Regions from separate parts of the Rattus norvegicus genome. Here region 1 is linked to region 2. A link is a contact called in public Hi-C data. All regions are on one chromosome and are shown on one strand. The core of a region is the stretch at or near the end of the contact, and the rest is flanking DNA. Distances in the headings are between cores, read along the strand shown.

What was found. A called contact is a pair of places that touch in the nucleus more often than the background predicts.
Region 1: a Hi-C map of Schwann cells shows a contact between it and region 2, with 19 times the contacts expected there. The contact joins two enhancer-like sites. A contact is called at or near these places in 11 of 12 Hi-C or Micro-C datasets (the A7r5 cell line, the Rat2 cell line, Schwann cells and 6 more) and 1 of 1 datasets of contacts at active chromatin or transcription factors (oligodendrocytes).

Annotation. Positions count from the first base shown.
Region 1 is chr5:78,342,153-78,347,143 of GRCr8, forward strand. No RefSeq gene overlaps it. Among named protein-coding and RNA genes, the nearest start is that of Or2k2, 34 kb to the right of the region's middle. Within about 2 kb of position 2,434, at least 7 of the 93 cell types and tissues checked have an H3K27ac peak or open chromatin away from gene starts, as enhancers often do. A contact at or near this core is called in Schwann cells, where this site is marked.
Region 2 is chr5:77,833,242-77,838,197 of GRCr8, forward strand. No RefSeq gene overlaps it. Among named protein-coding and RNA genes, the nearest start is that of Musk, 18 kb to the right of the region's middle. Within about 2 kb of position 1,725, at least 36 of the 93 cell types and tissues checked have an H3K27ac peak or open chromatin away from gene starts, as enhancers often do. A contact at or near this core is called in Schwann cells, where this site is marked.

The DNA.
Region 1 (4,991 bases), core at 1,184-3,683, 510 kb after region 2:
CACAGACTGAGGCTGGTCTTCAAGAACAACAAAAACAACAGAGAACTCACATACGCATGGAAGCTGAACAAACTCTACTCAATTGTGGGGCGGCAGGCTGTGAAAGGTACCCTGATTCCTGGTTGAGACAAGCTGAATCCATGGGGATCCTTTGGGATGGCAGGAGAATTACCAGTCTCCCAGGAGATCTGGCCCCACTCATGAAGCTACAGCCCCCCCCCCCCCCCCCCCCGACAGGTCACATAGGCTCAAGACAGATCAGTCATGTAGAAGCAGGGCCACGCCTCCAAATATGTAAATGAGGCATTCCCAAGCTCTCAGGTCAAACCAATAGGAAGTACCTGCTGTCAGACCTTGACCCATCCGGAAACTGTATTAAAGAATCCTATTCAGAAGGATTAAAGGTGTGCAGGAATTACTCCATTGTCTGAGAGCTTCTGTCATAAGAGCTGTAATACCACCACCTGGAGAAGAGACCTGCTCTCCTGAAATTGCCACCAGAAGCTAACTGCTCTGCACCCCTCACCAGCTAGTCAGTCCCTTGCTGGCTCAGCCCGGGCCAAAGTCTTGTTTCAGTGGTGGAAACGGGCAGAGCAGCACCAGCAGCGGAGAAGGGTGAAAGCAGTCTCCTCCTCTTGTCTGAGTTCTCTCCCCTTTGCCAGAACCCACGCACCTAGCCGGACCAGAGCTGTCCATGGAAAACTTCAAGCACACAGGCCAATACTCAATGATAACTTGGTCAAGGAAGAAATAAAGAAAGAAATTAAAGACTTCTTAGAATTTAATGAAAATGAAGGCACAACATACCCAAACTTAGGGGACACAATGAAAGCTGTGCTAAGAGGAAAACTCATAGCTCTGAGTGTCTGCAGAAAGAAACAGGAGAGAGCATATGTCAGCAGCTTGACAGCACACCTAAAAGCTCTAGAACAAAAAGAGGCAAAAACACCCAAGAGGAGTAGAAGGCAGGAAATAATCAAACTCAGGGCTGAAATCAACCAAGTAGAAACAAAAAGAACTATACAAAGAATCAACAAAACCAGAAGATAGTTATTTGAGAAAATCAAACAGATAAACTCTTAGCCAGACAAACCAGAGGGCACAGAGACAGCATCCAAATTAACAAAATCAGAAATCAAAAGGGAGGCATAACAACAGAATCTGAAGAAACTCAAAAAAAATTATCAGATCCTACTACTAAAGTGTATACTCAACAAAACTGGAAAATCTGGATGAAATGGACAATTTTCCAGACAGATACCAGGTACCTAAGTGAAATCAGATAAACCATGAAAACAGTCCTATAACTCCTAAAGAAATAGCTAAGTCCTACGGCCCCCTAAGACCGAAGTGTGCCCTGAAGTGTTTAAGTTAAGAAAGGCTGGGCATGGTTTCCGAGGTTTCCTGTGAATGTGTATCTGATCTGGATCTGGTGTCCAGCAGTTCTCTGCAAAAGAAAATGGAGCCAGATGCAGTGACAGCATCTGGAGTCCTGGGTGGTCTAGAGACTGAGGGAAGAGGATCACTTGAACCTTGTAGTATATCCCAGCCTGATAGAGGGAGGGAGGGAGGGAGGGAGGGAGGGAGGGAGGGAGGGAAGGAGGGAGGGAGGGAGGGAGGGAAGGAGGGAGGGAGGGAAAGAGGGAGAAAGCTTTAAGAAGGATTTGGTCAGAATTAATCAGGAATCCCTGTAGCAAATCATTTTTGTTCTGGACGTGGATCCTAGCAACGCCTTGCTGCTACTGTTTGGTACCCACCACATCCAGCCTCAGCCTTTTCTCCCCTTGGTTCAGGAGCCTCCTTCTGTCTCTTCAGAAGCCTGTGCTCAGTCGCAAGAGCCACACAACCAGCTGCACGACTTAAACTATGCTGGTCTGAAAACCCTGGGGCGATCTTGCCCACGACCCGATCTTCAAAGCCCAGCCTCTTGCCTGGACCTTGGACACCTTCCCATCTAGGAGGCAGATCTCCGCCATTCCTCCATGTGGTGCAGCAGAAGCTACGAATCTGCCTAAAATTGGACCCTTGCTCCGATATTGACCCTCTAAGAGATCAGCTTACTCCTCCATCTGTCTATGTGGGGAACCCTAACCTAGCATCCACCAACTGTGCGAAAGTCTTCAGCTCCACATCTCCTTGCACATAAACCAATCAGTAATCCCCCATTTTGTTGTTTCATCTGTTTGTTTTTTGTCTCTAATTTTGAATGCAACACTGTAGGTATTCTAAGTATAAGAAGTGCAAGCTTATTTCCTCACAAGCACACGCAACATTAAATATGCCTGGGAATCCCTTCTGTTTTAATTTGAAGCCCTTGGGTTTTGTTTGATCATAAACAATACTTAATTCGTGGTGGGCAGTCTGACGCGGGTCTGTGCATGGCGCATGGCCATCAGTGGGCAACCCTGTCTGCATCACAGCTTAAGGTGCCCACATCACCAGTCAAAATTCAGTTTGGCATCACTTCCTAGATGTGTGAAAATTCCATGCTTCTGAATATGAGTGGACCCCTGGCCATTTCTAAGGACTGAATGTGGCCCTTAATGTTTCAGAGATAATGGGTCCTGTGTTTGGTGTTCAGACTCTATGTCTCAAAGGGGAGCTTTGTCTGCTTAACATGAAAAAAAATTAGCTTCTGTATTTATTAGGAAAAGAACGGCAGCCCACACTCAAAAGAAACCACCCCTGACAGTGTTAAGTTAAAAGAGCCCATCATAGTGGGGAGCAGGAAGCAGAGATCTTACATCATCAAGTGAAGGCATGAAGCAAAGAGATTGAACAGGGGGGTGGCATGAGACTGTAAATGCTCTATAAGGTCTAGGATCCAGGTCTGCTGAGATGGTTCAGCAGGTAGAGACACTAGCCTGGTGACCTGAATTCTATCCCAAGGATCTACATGGTGGAAGGAGAGAGTTTAATCCCACAAGTTGTCCTCTGACCACACACGTGAACACTGTGACATATGAATACCCCTCTCACACAACATAAACAATACTCGTGTGTGTGTGTGTGTGTATGCATGTGTGTTCCAAAAATGAGAGAAAACAAGCAATATTTGCCTCTCTCAGTTTGGCTTCCACTTTGCTTAGTCTGTTGCTCTCCAGTTGTATCCATTTTCTAATGCATGACATAATTTCTCTCTTCCTTATGGCTGAATAAAGAATTTTCTGTTCTTTGAAGGCAAAGTGGTATCCTGTTGTACAACCCATAATGCACTTGGGTTGTACAACACTTGGGTCAGTTCCATGGCTGCGTAGTGTTATAATTAATTTGGGTGATCAAGCACATCTCTTCAACAAACTGATTTCAAATCCTTTGGAAATGAGCTCAGAAGTAGGATTTGCTGGGTTACAGCAGTTATATCGTTCTTCTTTTGAGGAACCTCCCTACGGTCCTCTAAAATGACTGTACTTTTAGAGTAGTCTGTTAAGCAACATATTCTAAGCATGATTCGAAACACTAAAAAAAAAATAGGTCGTACTTCTGTTATTTGATTTATTCCTTTTGTTCAAACAATTCACAAAATTAATCAAAATACTCTCCTGGGAGCTTGGGATCCAGATCAGTGATAGAGTGCACACTAAACATGCACATGGTCCTATGTTTAAATCCCAACACTAACCTTTTCTACGTTTAGAAAAAGCATTCATTCCAGCATGCAACATTTATTGTAATCATTTGAATTTATTTAAATGCCCTTTTCTATTGATGCCATCATGCAAGAAATGGGTTTCCCCCCTTTCTGTGTTTTGTATGTGATACTTTTCCAGGGTGATCTTGGAACACTTTACAATTTTTATTGCGGATCTTACGTGTTACATCATTGCTGGTGTGAAACTAGACATAATGGGAATGCAGAACATTCCATCGAATACTCTGCCAACTTTGTCACTTTCGGGCTACTAATCTGTGTGAAGGGACTACAGTGAAGGTGCTGTTCTTTTCATCACTATGAATCTGGGAGAATCAAGTGCTTTGCCCAAGACAGCCCCAGTGTTAGCAAACTGTGAGGTCAGGTGCAAGCCCCTGGTAAATCAGGTCTTCAATGCAGAGAGTACATCTTGGGTCAAGGGTCACAAATAGCAACCATAAGAACAGCAACCATACAACTATGTGAGTTTTTAATAAATATTATAAATGAAAATTAATGAGGACACGTCATTTCTAAAATATTAAATAATATAATTGTATGAAGTGTGTAGAAAAATAAAATTAAGTTTAAGGCACGGTTTAAATAATCTTGAAAGCAGTTTCAGTGCTAGGTTAACTTGGCCTAATGAGAGAATTCAAATCTCCCTAATTCATAGTTTACGTTTTCTACGGTATATCGTGATCCCAGACAATCCTTGTGGTTTATTTTATGGCAAAGCTAGGCAGCAGGAAGGACTTGGAACCTGAGTTCTTTCTCAGTCCCAACAGAGATCAGGCCCCAGCAAGACTGCGGTCAGAGGGCTGAGCAGCGCTGGGGCACAAGGCTGATCCTGGGGAATTTGTTTTGTGAAGAAACACGTGACGTGACGCGAAGTCTAGCTACGAAGCTGTTATTCTGTAACTTCAGCCTCAGCTAAAACCATTCCAAAAGGGCCAGGAGCGGAAGAGCGGGGTCTAACTAAGCTGCAGAGAGACGGAATTTTAACCAGCCTCCTTGGGGATATTACAAGCATCTTACAAAGGGGTCATATCCTGTTTCTTCCTCTGGTTGCTACAACTGAAGTTTGTATATTGGCTGTATCAACTAATGTGAATTTATAACCCAAAAGTAGCCAAAAAGAAATCCATACTCTCTCAAATGTGCATCTCTCCTAACTTACATCAGACACTGTTCTAATTCTCGTTTGGTTTGGTTTGGTTTCCTGTTATAGAAGGAAAAAAAAAAACATCTTTCTCATATCCTACTGTTATCGCAGAAGGTAAAATACTGACATAAAGGATAGGAGCTGTGAATTCGACATTAGAATAAAATAGCAAACATTAAGGGCCTTAATAACTAC
Region 2 (4,956 bases), core at 475-2,974:
ACCATGCAGCTGGCTAATAGTGGGGCAGTACTCCAGCCTTTCACAGCTTTGCCACTCCTCCTCCTCCCCTTCCTCCTCCTCCTCTTCCTCCTCTTCTTCCTCCTCTTCTTCTTCCTCTCCTTCCTCTTCCTCCTCCTTCTTCTTTATAGACTTTTAATCTTATATTGCTTTGTTTAATTTTTTTTTACTGGTCTTTGTTGGTTTATTATAATTCCAATTATGTGTGTATGTGTGTATGCTTTTATTTCCTTATTTCTAAATTAAATGTTTTTGCCTGTTTGCTTTCTCTTTTTTTTTTAAATTGGATTTTTTAAAATTTACCTTTCAAATGTTATCCCCTTTCCTGGTTTCCCCTCTGGAAACCCCCTATCCTATCCCCGCTCCCCCTGCTTCTATGAGGGTGTTCCCTACTCTCCCCCTCCCCTGCCCACTCCCTCCTGCCTCCCCGCCCTGACATTCCCCTACACTGGGGGCATCAAGCCTTGGCAGGAGCAAGGGCTTCTCCTCCCATTGGTGCCCAACAAGGCCATCCTCTGCTACATATGCACCTAGAGCCATGGGTGTCTCCATGTGTACTCTTTGAGTAGTGGTTTAGTCCCTGGGAGCTCTGGTTGGTTGATATTGTTGTTCTTATGGGGTTGTAAGTCCCTTCAACTCCTTCAGTCCTTTCTCTAATTCCTCCAATGGGGACCCTGTTCCCAGTTCAATGGTTGGCTGAGAGCTTCGCTTCTTTTAGCAGCCGTCCTGATTTTATAAAGTATGAAGGTTACCAACCCATTCCTACCCAAATTTCCCGGTTACCCAGTAGGATGTCCTAGGGACCCAGATGTTGCTAACAAAACTGTGACACATCTGGATAAGGCCAAGGCTTCAGGTTGTACTAGACCCTGACAATCATGCTGGGAGGTCGTTGAGTGCGCAGGCACCAAGGGCCTGCTGGGAAGACTGGGGGCTATTAGTGCTTTCGATTTAGCTCCATTGTCAAGATGAAGCTAAAGAACATCAGAAATAAGGCATTTATCACTAGTAGTTGGTCAGGGCCAGGCTCTTTGTCACAGAAGTAGCTGTTAATTGGGCTTCATATACCAAAGTGCACCAACCCTAACCTCATTTCCATATCTAGATTTAGTTTTTGCTGCTTTCTGGGCCCTGAGAAAGAGATTTCCTGTCGCTCTATAGTTTTCCTACCCTTTGTTCTTTGTGTTATACAGTCTTTTTCCTTTCTTTTAAAATATTACTCTAAATAAGCTTTCTTGTGCACTGTAGTTAGTAGCCAGTTGTAAGCCCCGTGACAAATATTTACCGTTAAATTCTGTTAGAAAACAGGGCTCTCTCATTCCTGATGTTTATGTATGAGCTTGATTTGCATACAAGTCCTGGTTATTCTCATGAGAGGAGCACTGTAATCCTATTGACCTACTTGGGACCGGAATGTCTGTTTATGTGTGCCTGGTACAGATATCACATATCCTGCTTATTATTTTGCCCGTTCTGTTTTGCAAGTTATCATGGACGTTGATTTTTTAATCCAGTAAGAACAGCGTGCTATGCAAAAGCATGTTAGGGTACAAGGCCAAGTTCAGCTGTCAACTTTTAAACAAATGTTTAAGTTGATTTTCTGCAGCAAACCTTCATTACTTGACGTGTGGGGGAGTTGAACGTCCATCTGGGTATGAGTTAGAATAGAAGCCTGCTTACTGCCTGTGAGTCAGGCATGGACTGCGCTGTGGGTTGTGCCACCAGCTGGCCTGCTGCATGACACAGAATTGTCTCCGCAAGCCACAAATTACATCTGTCTATCCCTCTATTTGTTAGACAATCTGGCACCGGGGACAGCTGAGAAGAAAGACTTTAAAACAGCTCCCTTGATTGATGTGTGTAGAGCCATCTCTAAATCCAAGTAAAAAGTTAAGTGCTATCAAGAACACGTAAATCAAGCGTGACCCTCTTTGAGCCCTGACAGGGTCTGACTAAGGCCACGTGACACCCACATGTGCAAGCTACAACTGACTTACGTTCAACGGTAGAACCAAAGCCTGCTTGCACCGAGCATTTAAATAGGTCACCTTCTAAACTTGGTTCAGCTGTGAGATGGAGTGCAAGGCCCAGTAGGTAAGCCATGACAGATTTCTGTCAGGAGGGTGAAGGATCAGTCACGAACGCAGAACGTGGGTGATGCCAAGGAGGCTGTTGGGAGATCATCTGTGACCAATGAGTGGGCACAATACATGGCGTACATATAAATAATACATGTTAGCTAAATGCCAATCACTTGAGCTTCACTTTGAGCAGAACCCAGTGCTGGGCCTTCAGGAGTTATAACAACAACTTTCTATGCCTATGAAAATTCTATCTGTAGAATGGCACCTGATGCATCGGGTAGAGCTTAAAACAAACAAAAATCCCAAAACGACCCGCAACTCTCACCGGCAACAACCAACACCAGCTCTGAAGAATTTTCTAGAAGAGTGCGAAGCGCAAGAAATCAACCACAAGCCTAAATATGTAAACTAGAAGTATGCGCGAAAAACAAGAAAGTGGTCCAGGAGCCACTGGGCTCCCTGACTTCCTGTCACCATGGCCATTTCCCCAGACTCTGCTGCTGCCACTCACCACAATGAATGAACCCCTAAAGCAACACTTTGTTTTGCTTTTGCATGAAGAATCTTTCTGGCTCACCCTGGTCACGTGATCATGTGATATGCTTTAGTTCCCAAGGAAGTAGAAACTGGAAGCCTCAGCATCATTAACGAGAGACAGGGTCTTGATGCCAAAGCAGGTCTTGAAAATGGAAGGGCGAAGGGTCTGGAGATTAGTAGCGAAGAAAATGTGTGTGTGTGTGTGTGTGTGTGTGTGTGTGTGTGTGTGTGTGTATGCATGTGTGTGCACATGCACACACACACAGTATAGCAGTGGTGAGTGTCTGCATTGGAAACTAGATTTTTGTTTGCTTATTTACACATAATTAAAGACTTGTTTCTGCTTTTTTCTAATTTGTTGTTGTTGTTGTTGTTGTTGTTGTTGTTGTTGTTGTTGTTGGAGATTGAACCCAGAAGTGGCAAGTGTCCCACTCCTGAGCTGATCTAATGAGGTCTCAGCTGACCCATGAGGCATGCAAAGGGATGTGGGAGTGGGCAGTCACGGCATGTGAGCCCCTTCTGCAGTGTCTCAAGACTGTCTCTCACAGCTTGCACACTGTGTGCCTGATGGTGTAACCTTGGATCCCATTCCTATCGTCACCCTACACCACCACCCTTAGCACTCTGAGGTTAGTGTCCTAGACCTGTGACAGCCCTGCCAACAGGTGCCCAGCCTTAGACCTGGGAGTGCCATCTACGACTAGGGCCTCTCTGGAGTAATACTTCTGAGTCCTGTCCTGTCTGTCACAGGCAGACGCAGGAGTGAGGCCTGGTGGACAGTGGAGCCTTTCCTATGATCTGCTGGTTCAAGTTCTCAACATTCAGAATGCCTTACTGAGTTTTGAAATGATTTGCTCCCTGAGGCAAGTGATTTGAAGTCAGTATTGAACAACGTTCTCTTGGTAGGCCTCTTCAACCCTGTGATGAATGACAGGGATCCCTGGATTTAGATGATTCCTTATTGCTCTATATAGATGTCGTTAGGCCACCATTTTCTGGGTCAGGTGCCCATCTCCCTCTACTAGCCAAAGTGATCTCTTCTCTTTTATTTTTTTCCTTTGCATCCTTTGGCACATTGCTTTTACTTGGCAGCCACAGAAAGGCACAAAATGAAAGAAAAATCATAAAGAATAGCTCTCATATCCCTGCACCCTATGGAATCCACTTCCTGGGAACTTAGTTCTTATCCTGACCACCAATGTACCTAGTTGGTGCCTTCGAGGCTCAAACACTAACCTCTGCGAGCATCCTCAGATTGCTCTCATGTTCCCTGGGTCCCGTGTATTCCCAACCCACCTCTCTGACACTGTCCCCTCCCCCTTCTTCCCTCCTCATCACCCATCTATTCCCTTTCCAGACAGGGTCTCATGCATCCCAGGATTGACTCAAACTTATTACTTAGCAGAGGAACTTCTGATCCTCCTGTCTTCACCTCCTTTTGCTAGGAGTGCACACACTCCCTGCTTCTGTAGAGCTGAAGGTAGATTTTTACGTTTTCTAGATGAGCCCTCCATCAACTGACCTATGTCCCCAGCTCACCGTATCTTGGTCATTTTCTGGTGCTGTGGGTAGAACCCAGGATCCTGTTCTGGCCAGGCAAGCATTCTACCACTGAGCTAAATCCCCAAGCCCTGCACTCATTCTTTTTTTTTTTTCTTTCTTTTTTTTTCCCCGGAGCTGGGGACAGAACCCAGGGCCTTGCGCTTGCTAGGCAAGCGCTCTACCGATGAGCTAAATCCCCAACCCCCCCCCCCCCCCGCACTCATTCTTAATGGTTGATGTCATCACTCTCCTCCTTGGCCAGGGTGCAGATTTCTTGCTTAGAGACTTGCCCATCTCTGTAACCCCAGAGTTAAGTTCAGTTTCTTGAATAAACGCTCCTGTTTAGGAAAGAGGTGGGAAAGACAAGGAATAGGTTTTTCTTGCACCTCCTACCTTTTTTTTCCCCCAAATCTGAGACATTTATGACCTGATTTGCTTTGTTCTCCCAACTTGGAGATCACAAGTAAAAAATAAAGAACTAAATGCCATAGAGCCACTGATGATTTTTATCTCTGTAATATTGAAAGCCAACCAGCTGCTCATAAACAATTAATAATAGAGAACAGTTACACAAATGTATCTTTTCATGACAGTTGCCAGATAATACCCACTTGTTAATAACGTGGCATTCTGTACTGGCAGAAAAATGAATTGTTGACTGTGAAAATACCACTCGGTCATATCACTGTCCCTAAACAATATACAATCTCATCTTTCATGGCTCTCAGCTGTGCACTGCTTGGAAGACATTTTAGACACAAGCCAATGTTCTACA